Regions from separate parts of the Hordeum vulgare genome. Here region 2 is linked to region 1. The links are chromatin contacts, called in public Hi-C maps. All regions are on one chromosome and are shown on one strand. Each heading gives the region's core, a stretch centred on a gene start, on an enhancer-like site or on the middle of the called end of the contact. The rest is flanking DNA. Distances are from core to core; before and after follow the strand shown.

Region 1 (4,459 bases), core at 1,095-3,594:
TATCACGATATTTTTATAAATAAAAACCTGTAATTTTTGTTATTCAACCCGTAATTCAAAACCATTTTGTTCATGAACGACACAAGCGCACCCGGCCCAAGGGCACCTAATAATAATTCAAAACGAGCGTCGTTCACCGCATGATCTCGCCTCGCTTGACCAGTTTCGAACAAGGACTCTGCACGAGCCTCGAAGCATCACGGCCCGATCCATAACTATATAAATTAACACCAGTCAATATATCAAGCCTCGAAACTCCTCGCTACCGAAATCGTATGTCGCTCCCTAGGCAACTGCGCGTTCAGCCGCGCTCATCTTCCTCCCCATCGGCTATAGGTGAGGCAGTCCTGAAATCTTAAAAAAAGATCATTGGTGCGACTCCACGCCACCGAGCTCGCTTTTCCACCATTTTTTTTTCTCATCTTCTCTTTTAATATGTTTTTTCTATCGTGCCTACTATTTTTCGTAGGTGTTGGGCAGAAAGGTTATGCATGGACGGATTATCAAGATACTACTATATCTCGACCCAAGATCATCACGTTTGAGAGGTGGGTGTTTCGGACACACAAAGACAAAAATGAGCTTTAGTTGCACAGTTTAATGTTTAAATTCGAAGTTGTTTGTTTAAAATCCATACTAAAATGCGAAGAGTCTTGCCTATAAAATAATTGTATTTTACGCATAAAAAAATAAATATTTTCTTCCCGTTGCAACACACGGGCATTGTGCTAGTATATATAACGCACCTACATGTATATGTGATACAAAATGTAGAATGTGCTTTTTAGGGTAAAATGTACATCCATTGTCGGAAATAGCTTTTGGAGGCCGAGCTGCATGAAGGCCTTCAAATGCAAACTTTAAATTCCTGTGAAAATTCGTATTTAACGTTTAAAAAATTCTAAAAAGAATACATAGATAGATGAATACATAATATACAAGTGTGTAAATTTTTAGAGCTAAATACCTTAAGACGGATGTTATACAAAAAGGTCAAATCTAAAGCTTTTTAACACATGATACTATTTATCATTCTATATTATGAATTTGTCTTTTTACATGTCGTGTTTCAAAATAATTTGGCTTGAAATTTTACACAGACATGGATCACAACCTTATTTAGTTGTATAATTTTTCCTGATTTTTTAAAACCGAAATTTTGATATTTATTTTTTTAAATGTCGGTCTTCATGGAGGTTGAGTGACAAAACACCATTCTCATCCATTGTAGACTTGAGGTCAACTCCAACCCGCGACCCCATCCTTGTTTGTCCGTGTTCGTTTGGGAAAAACGTAGACCCAACGGAAAGCCCAAATGAACAACTCTCGCAGTTGGTTTTCCAAACTTGCGCCACAAATGCTCGCGGACGGACAGAAACGGACGCTCACGTCCGCCCGTGTCCTGGTTGGTCTCAGAAAATAGAGACACATGGCACTTACTTCACGACCCGTGCGACCAGAGAGAAGACGCCGCCGCTCCGTTGAGGCCACCGATGCAGTGCCCTGTCGTAGTCTGCCTGCCCACGGATCCGTCCGCGGGCAGGCAAGCAGCAGGACGCGCTGGCGCAAGCGGTCGGCGAGGCTCGCAGGCGCGAGCAGGCTGGCGAGCACGCAACGCGCCCGGGGTGGGCGGCGCAAGCAGCAACACAGCACGGGGCAGATGCCAGCAACAGCAACGCGCGTGGCGGACGACGCGAGCAGGTAAGGGCAAGCGTGAGCGGGCGGCTGGCGCGGCTAGGGGCAAGCACGGCACGAGGCGCCCAAGCAGCAGCGAGCGAGCGGCTGATGTTGCGCAGGGCAGGCGAGCAGCAACGCGGGGCAAACGCGTGCATGCAACGGCAAGCAGGCAGGCGCGGCATGGGGCGCCCAGGCAGCAACAACGAACAGACTCAGATCGAGTCTATGTTGGAATTACGGGTCCTGCAACTATATTCAAATAATAGGAATTGCTAATATTTGAAATACCTCAGTATGGAATCATACATGTATTTATACATGAAATTACTTTACATGATTATCATGGAATTATTACTTGTTGGAATACTTAAGTATATACTTTAGGAAGCTGGTCAATTATCAGCGGAATACAATATATTTTATATATTGGAAAGACTACCCGGGTACGCTGATAATTGGAAGAAGCTAGATCGTGTAATTAGATTACGGCCCTAATATTGATCTACATAATTAGAGGAATTTATACTCTGTTATGATGCGTTGCTCACAAGCGCGTGCTTCGGGGACTCGACGGATAGGATCCGCTAACAGACAAATTATATCGTGGTTGGTAGTTTGATCTGGACTCTATCCGGAAACTAGTTTAAAGACTAGGAATCTTATAACTGTAAAAGAGGTGGACTCTTTGGAAACGCAGTATAAGAAGGTCCCTACCCCCTAGCCTCAGATATGCGATTGTGAGCGGCACCACAGATAAGCGTAGAGGAATAGGGGTAGACCACAAACCCTAAATTTCTAACCGTCTACACATACCCCCACCATTTCTACTGTAGAAAAAATCCGGCATCGCGTCGGCGCCTAGGCCGAGATGAGTAGCCTCCGCCGCCACGACCCCTCGCCGGCGTTGCCGCCGCTGGAGGACGACGACCTCCTCTCCGAGATCCTCCTCCGCCTCCCCCCACAGCCGTCCTCCCTCCCCCGCGCATCCCTCGTCTGCAAGCGCTGGCGCGGCATCGTCTCCGATCCAGGCTTCTGCCGCCGCCACCGCCGCAACCCTCCCCTCCTCGGTTTCTTCCAAGTAGACAACGGGTTCTCCTTCGTACCTTCCCTCAAGGCCCCGGATCGTGTCTCGCCCGAACGCTTCTCCTTGCAACATGAAGATCGTGACGGACACTTCGTCTCCTTCGGATGCCGCCATGGCCTCGTGCTCGTCTTCCTTGGGAAGCGTCTCGAGCTCCTTGTGTGGGACCCCGTCACCGGCGAGCAGCACCGCATTGCCTTCCCCCCAGGGTTCGACATGGATGAATATTCCATCAGCGGGGCGGTGCTTCGCTCTGCCGGAGACGTCAACCACTTCCAGGTGGCCTTGGTTGGCAGCAGTGAGAGACAAATTACGCAAGCGGTTGCCTACGTTTACTCGTCGGAATCCGGTATATGGGGCATTCTTATCACAACACCGCTTCAATCTGAGGATCGCACCATGATTTCTATGACCCAGCCTGCTGTGCTGGCTGGGGGTTCTCTTTACTGGTTGCTTGCTGGGAGTTCGGTTGGGATCCTTGAATTTGATATGGATAGGCAAAGACTAACTGTGATACCTATGCCAGTAAATGACCTCAGGTTTTTTCAGTTGTCGCTGATACGGGCAGATGGCGGTGGAATTGGTCTCCTCGTTTTATCAGGCTTCAGCACCCAATTTTGGAACAGAAGGGCCAATTCTGATGGTGTTGCTTCATGGGTGTTGGGAAGAACCATTGGAAATGACCAGCTACTTCACTTGGAAGCAGAGGAAATGGGGAGCCAAATAATACTAGGGTTTGCTGAGGAAAATAATGTGGTTCTCTTGTGGACAATTGACGGTCTTGTCATGTTACAGGTTGAGTCACTACAGTTTGAGAAAGTCTTGGGAACCAACATCATCACTTACTATCACTCATTCGAAAGTGTCTATACTGCAGGTAATATCATAATTTATGCCATGGGTATAATAAAACCAAGTTATTTTTTGATAATTGTTTGATGTAATACCGTGCACACACTTTCTTGTTAAGCTATCAATTTTAAGTAGTGTCATATCAGGTTTTTTTTGCGGCTTGATGACCTTTCAACATATAGCGATGCAGTGTTCTGTTTTGAGGCTTGCATGCCACGGATGTAATGATTATGATCTAGAAAATATCTTTTAGTGTTATGTGTATTTATCTTACGTTCTGTAGCCAGGCAGTGGGCATTGGCCTAATGTTAACTTCACTCAGTAATGTTTATGGTTGAAGTCAGAGCTAGCAAACTGTATTTATCACTTTATTATATAAATACCCATGAAGTCAGAGCTAGCAAACTGTATTTATCACTTTATTATATAAATACCCATGCATACAATAAAACAATGAATACCAAGATTTGCAAATTATTTGTGTTATAATTGAACAAAATTTGACTCTTGCCTGAGTATTGACATCTGCAGGAACTGAATGGTTTTAGTGCATAGCTGCAGTCCAGTTTTTCTCTCAAAATAAGACAACATAATATTGTGAAGTTGAAGATAACTACATGACTCAATAGATACATTGGAAGCTTAAAGATAGCTCTGATTCTTCCATTCAATATTGTTATCTCATTCTACAAATCTTAAACTCATAATGATGAATTTATTTGAAATATACAAATGATTTTTCATTTTATCACTTTTATGAGGGTCACTGCTGCGAGTAGCAAGTCATTTTCTACCAGAGAAAACTAATAAATTCATTTCCTTTTAGGCTAAATTTACTCGAAGATTATA
Region 2 (4,207 bases), core at 8-2,507, 760 kb after region 1:
ATCTTTGTAAAAAAGATATTAGCCATTTTCATGATGGAAATGTAAGCATCCAAAATTAACAACAATATTTATAACTGAAAAAATCGTGCAATCTTGATGTAAGAATGAAATGTAAGTAGCATCACCGATTTTGATATTTCTTCTGGCGTTGAAATCCACTTTAGCTATTTGAGAAAAGAAGACGTGAAAGGATCACATGATATATATATATACCATTTTGTATATCATGGCAGCGAAAACACGTTGTGATGGTCTCCATCGACTATCATGGTGTTCCTTTCTTGTCACCAGGGATCATCCTCGGATGCCGTAGAGGGAGGAGAGGGGAGGCAGATGTTGTGGAGGGATGGGGAGATGACAATGAGAGGAAGGTGTGGGCTGAACACCGTGGCGTGCTTTGATTCCAACAACGTCAACGACGAGAGCACGATGAGGGAATGAGATGTCAATGTGAGCGTTGTGCCATGCGGTGAGAGAATGAGAGAGTGAATTGCTTTTTTCATTAACAAGAAAAGGAGCATTGCTTTTTTTAGGGAAAGCGATTGTTTGCTATGAGAGAAATGTCAAACACTTTTATATAGTGAAAAAAATATGAGATACCCTAACGAGTCATTTTTATGATGGACCATACCGAAAATCATTGAGTTTTAAGAATTAAAAGAGATGCATAAAAATAGTTGTTATTTATATATTTAAATCCAAATAACAAATTTGTTACCCATGATAGAAAGGCGTGTTTCTATATATATTTATTTTTGTAGAGTATGAGAGAGATGAAGTTGGATTATGTCGATGTTCAAAAAAAATTCAACCAATAGTGTGTTGAGGCGATGGTGTTAAAAGACGCAAAAATTCATTGGTTTTTATACAACAGAAGGCCCGTGACAACGATGGTTTGGATCCACTATGGTTCTATTGTACGCTATGAGGGATATAAGGTTCGCGAGACGGTATCTTCTGAACGCTATATCAACGACATACATACTACATCATGCAGTGGTATGTTGGGTCACCGTATCAAGCTGGGTCAAGGATCCCCTAAGCCTGTCATGGGTGGGTTGATTAGGCCAGAAGATTTAAGAAGGAATAGAACGAAGACTTGATGTGTACTCTAAGGCATAGAGATAGACTTCGGCATGTCCATTCTTTATGTATGTCTGACCATATGTAAACCATAAGAACAACTATGTTCACCCCGCCACCCCACGCCACACCAAAGGGTTCCAACACTGTGACGCGAGGGTTGTGCCTGCCCGCAACTCCCTAGAACTAGAGAGCCATCGCTGCATCAACGGTGAAGAGACCTCGACAGTTTACATACTACTCATGTACTATCTCCGTTTAAAAAAATTCTATGATTTTAATTCATACTATAATTTAATACTGGAGTTCAAAAGAAACAGTGAAGGTAACTGGTCGGAACAGATCTGTATCCATGATAATTTGCATCCTGATCGTCCGATGATAGTAACGTTCGCTGTCAGTTGTCAGTGCATTACGCTTTCTCCCCTGTTTCTTTACGCCTTCCCCCTTTCTCTCACTGAAGTATATATTCAGTTAAAATCAGACAGCGCCGCACTTGGCTCCTGACAGTCGCCATAGACTCCACTCCAGGAGCAGGAGCCCGCAGGCGGCGCTCAACGAGAGGGCCGGCTGCATCGCGGGGATATTCGGCGTCCGAGGAGAATATGCCAGAGGAGCCGGCGGGGAGGCGCAGCAGCTGCGGTGGCATGGCCGCGGCCGCGGGGCGAGATTCGGCGGCGCCGGAGGATATGCCGGAGGAGCCGGCGGGGAGGCGCAGCAGCCGCGGCGGCGCTAGCCTTTAGCTAGCTCATCCCAGGTACAAGTCACCGGATCGAATTACCGACCTACGAATCCGAGTTCGAATCGATCTCGGTGAGACGAGAATCATAAATGTACCGTGGCTCCTCCTTCGCCGGCCCTAATCTCTCTTATCTTCCGCGAGCCCATCTTCTCCCCCCCTGCCCTAATCTCCCAACAATCTCCACGCTCCCTACCTGCCCTGCACGATCCTCTCGTCGGACGGAAGGCAGCACGACCGTCTTCCTTCTCTCGGCGGGCGGAAAGCAGCACGACCGTCTTCCTCCTCTCGGCGGGCGGGAGGCAGCCATGGCCCGTTCGAGGATCAGGATCTCGAGGCTTTTCCGGCGGCTGTACTCGGGATTCCAGGTATTTAACCTCCTCTCCAGCGCCTTCGCGCTGATATCCAGCGGCCCGACCACCCTCTTGTGGGAGATTTCCAACGTCCTGGGGGTCTTGGGTGGCCTCTTGGACATGTGCTTCCTCTTCCTTGCGAAGCCCCCCATCGCCCTCTTGGCGTTCTACACTGCCCTTGTCCTGCTAAATCTGCTGTCTGGCCTGGAAATTCTCGTCCACGGCGGCCAAACGGGATACTGGGGGCTCATCAATATGCTCTCAGTGTCGGGGTGCTTCTGGGGCCTTTTCTCTACATTCTCTTCCTACCGCCGCTGCCGCGTCAGTAAGTCTCCTCTCCTGCCCCGGTAACCCTGTGTCTCCCCTCATTTTACTATTGGTTAGGCATGATGCTCTAGTATTTATTTCATCGCCAAATATCTGAACCTGATATATGCATATAACAGTAAAAGTTCTTATATTTGCAATTAGTTATTCATTTCAATCTTGCCCTCTTACAATTAGTTAAAAAAATGTTACACTTGCATAACAGATCCTTAGACTCCCTCAAAAAACGAAAATGAAAAAAATACAGATCCTTTTTATATCCCCTGTTCATTGATAGTACTTTTGGTGCTTTATGCTTATTCATACTCATACCATTGAACTTAGTCTGTTTTCATTATTCAAGTTCTTACTATTCATATTTTTCTATGTTAAACCGTGAAGAATACATTTATGCTATGCTAAACTTGTTTATCTGTTTCGTTGCTAGAAATGGTACACTTGCTGACTTGCATTTAGTGCCAAATATCTGAACCTGATATATGCATATAACTGTAAAACATGTTACGCTTGCAAAGTTAATTAATTTTGCCCAATTGGAACTAGTTAAAAAATGTCACTTGCATAACAGATCCTTAGACTCCCTCAAAAAAGAAAAAAAAACAGATCCTTGTTATATTGCCTGTTCATTGATAGTAGTTGTGGTGCTTTATGCCTATTCATGGCCATACCATTGAACTTAGTCTATTTCCATTATTTTCATCTTTTTCCATGTTTTAACATTCGAGAACATGTTTATTATCCTTTACTTGTTTACCTGGTTCATTAGTAGAAATGAAACACTTGCATTTAGTTAATCAATCTTGCCCACTAGCATAGCAAATTCTCAGGCTCCCTAAGCACACATACATACACAGGTCCTTATGTCAACTGTTCATTGATAGTACTTGGGGGCTTTATGCCTATCATATTCATTGCTACACCGTTGGATTTTGTCTGTTTTTCATTATTCAAGTTCTTGTTATGCATCTTTTCCATGTTAAATTATTAGCAACAGATATACTCCCTCCGTCCCAAATTACTTGTCTTAGATTTATCTAGATACGGATGTATCTAACACTAAAACATGTCTAGATACATCCATATCTAGACAAATTTAAGACAAGTAATTTAGGACGGAGGGAGTACTATGCTTTATTGGTTTATCTAGTTCATTGTTTATCTTCCAACCTTATATATTAGTTATTCTACTGAAAATGGTTTTTTAATCCTTGATACTTAGCCGGGTCATGTAATGATATCAGATACGAGTATTTACTTATATGCTGGTAGAACATGTTATTAGGTTATACCGTGTGCTCAATGATGACAATCGAATTTACTCCCTCGGGCTCTTGATAAGTCTTCAAAATACAACTTCGAGTGCTTATTTTTGACTAGATATTTTTTTTCTTAAAATATTTTTATAAAGCTCTTTGAAATTATACTTTTGTGAAAATACTTTATGAGACAACCTAAACATATGGTTCTCATGTACCAAATCTGCATATATTAAAAAATGAGTTTGAATTTAAAAATTTAGCTACTCAAAGTGTGAGAAATTAACTGCACATATTTCTATGTTGATGACTTTCATGAACCATGAGGGAGTATATAACCTGAGAGCATTCTTTCTACTCCTTTCATTTAATCTATTTGATGCACTACTGGTGTTATATTTATTTAAGTGGCGATACCATCTTATCTGAACTGATATGCTTAAAACAGA

The links. Hi-C and Micro-C count contacts between places; a contact is called where the count stands out from the background.
Region 2: a contact with region 1 is called in a Hi-C map of leaf, with 4 times the contacts expected there. The contact joins the enhancer-like site here to the promoter of LOC123401488 in region 1. A contact is called at or near these places in 1 of 6 Hi-C or Micro-C datasets (leaf) and 1 of 1 datasets of contacts at active chromatin or transcription factors (embryo).

Annotation. Positions count from the first base shown.
Region 1 is chr6H:115,643,385-115,647,843 of MorexV3_pseudomolecules_assembly, forward strand. LOC123401488 (putative F-box protein At3g16210) reads left to right here and starts at 2,345. Exons shown (of 2, transcript XM_045095311.1): 1 at 2,345-3,635; 2 at 4,437-4,459. The coding sequence starts at 2,546. The coding sequence ends at 4,441.
Region 2 is chr6H:116,406,339-116,410,545 of MorexV3_pseudomolecules_assembly, forward strand. No RefSeq gene overlaps it. Among protein-coding and RNA genes, the nearest start is that of LOC123401031, 37 kb to the right of the region's middle. Within about 2 kb of position 1,258, at least 2 of the 3 cell types and tissues checked have open chromatin away from gene starts, as enhancers often do. A contact at or near this core is called in leaf, where this site is marked.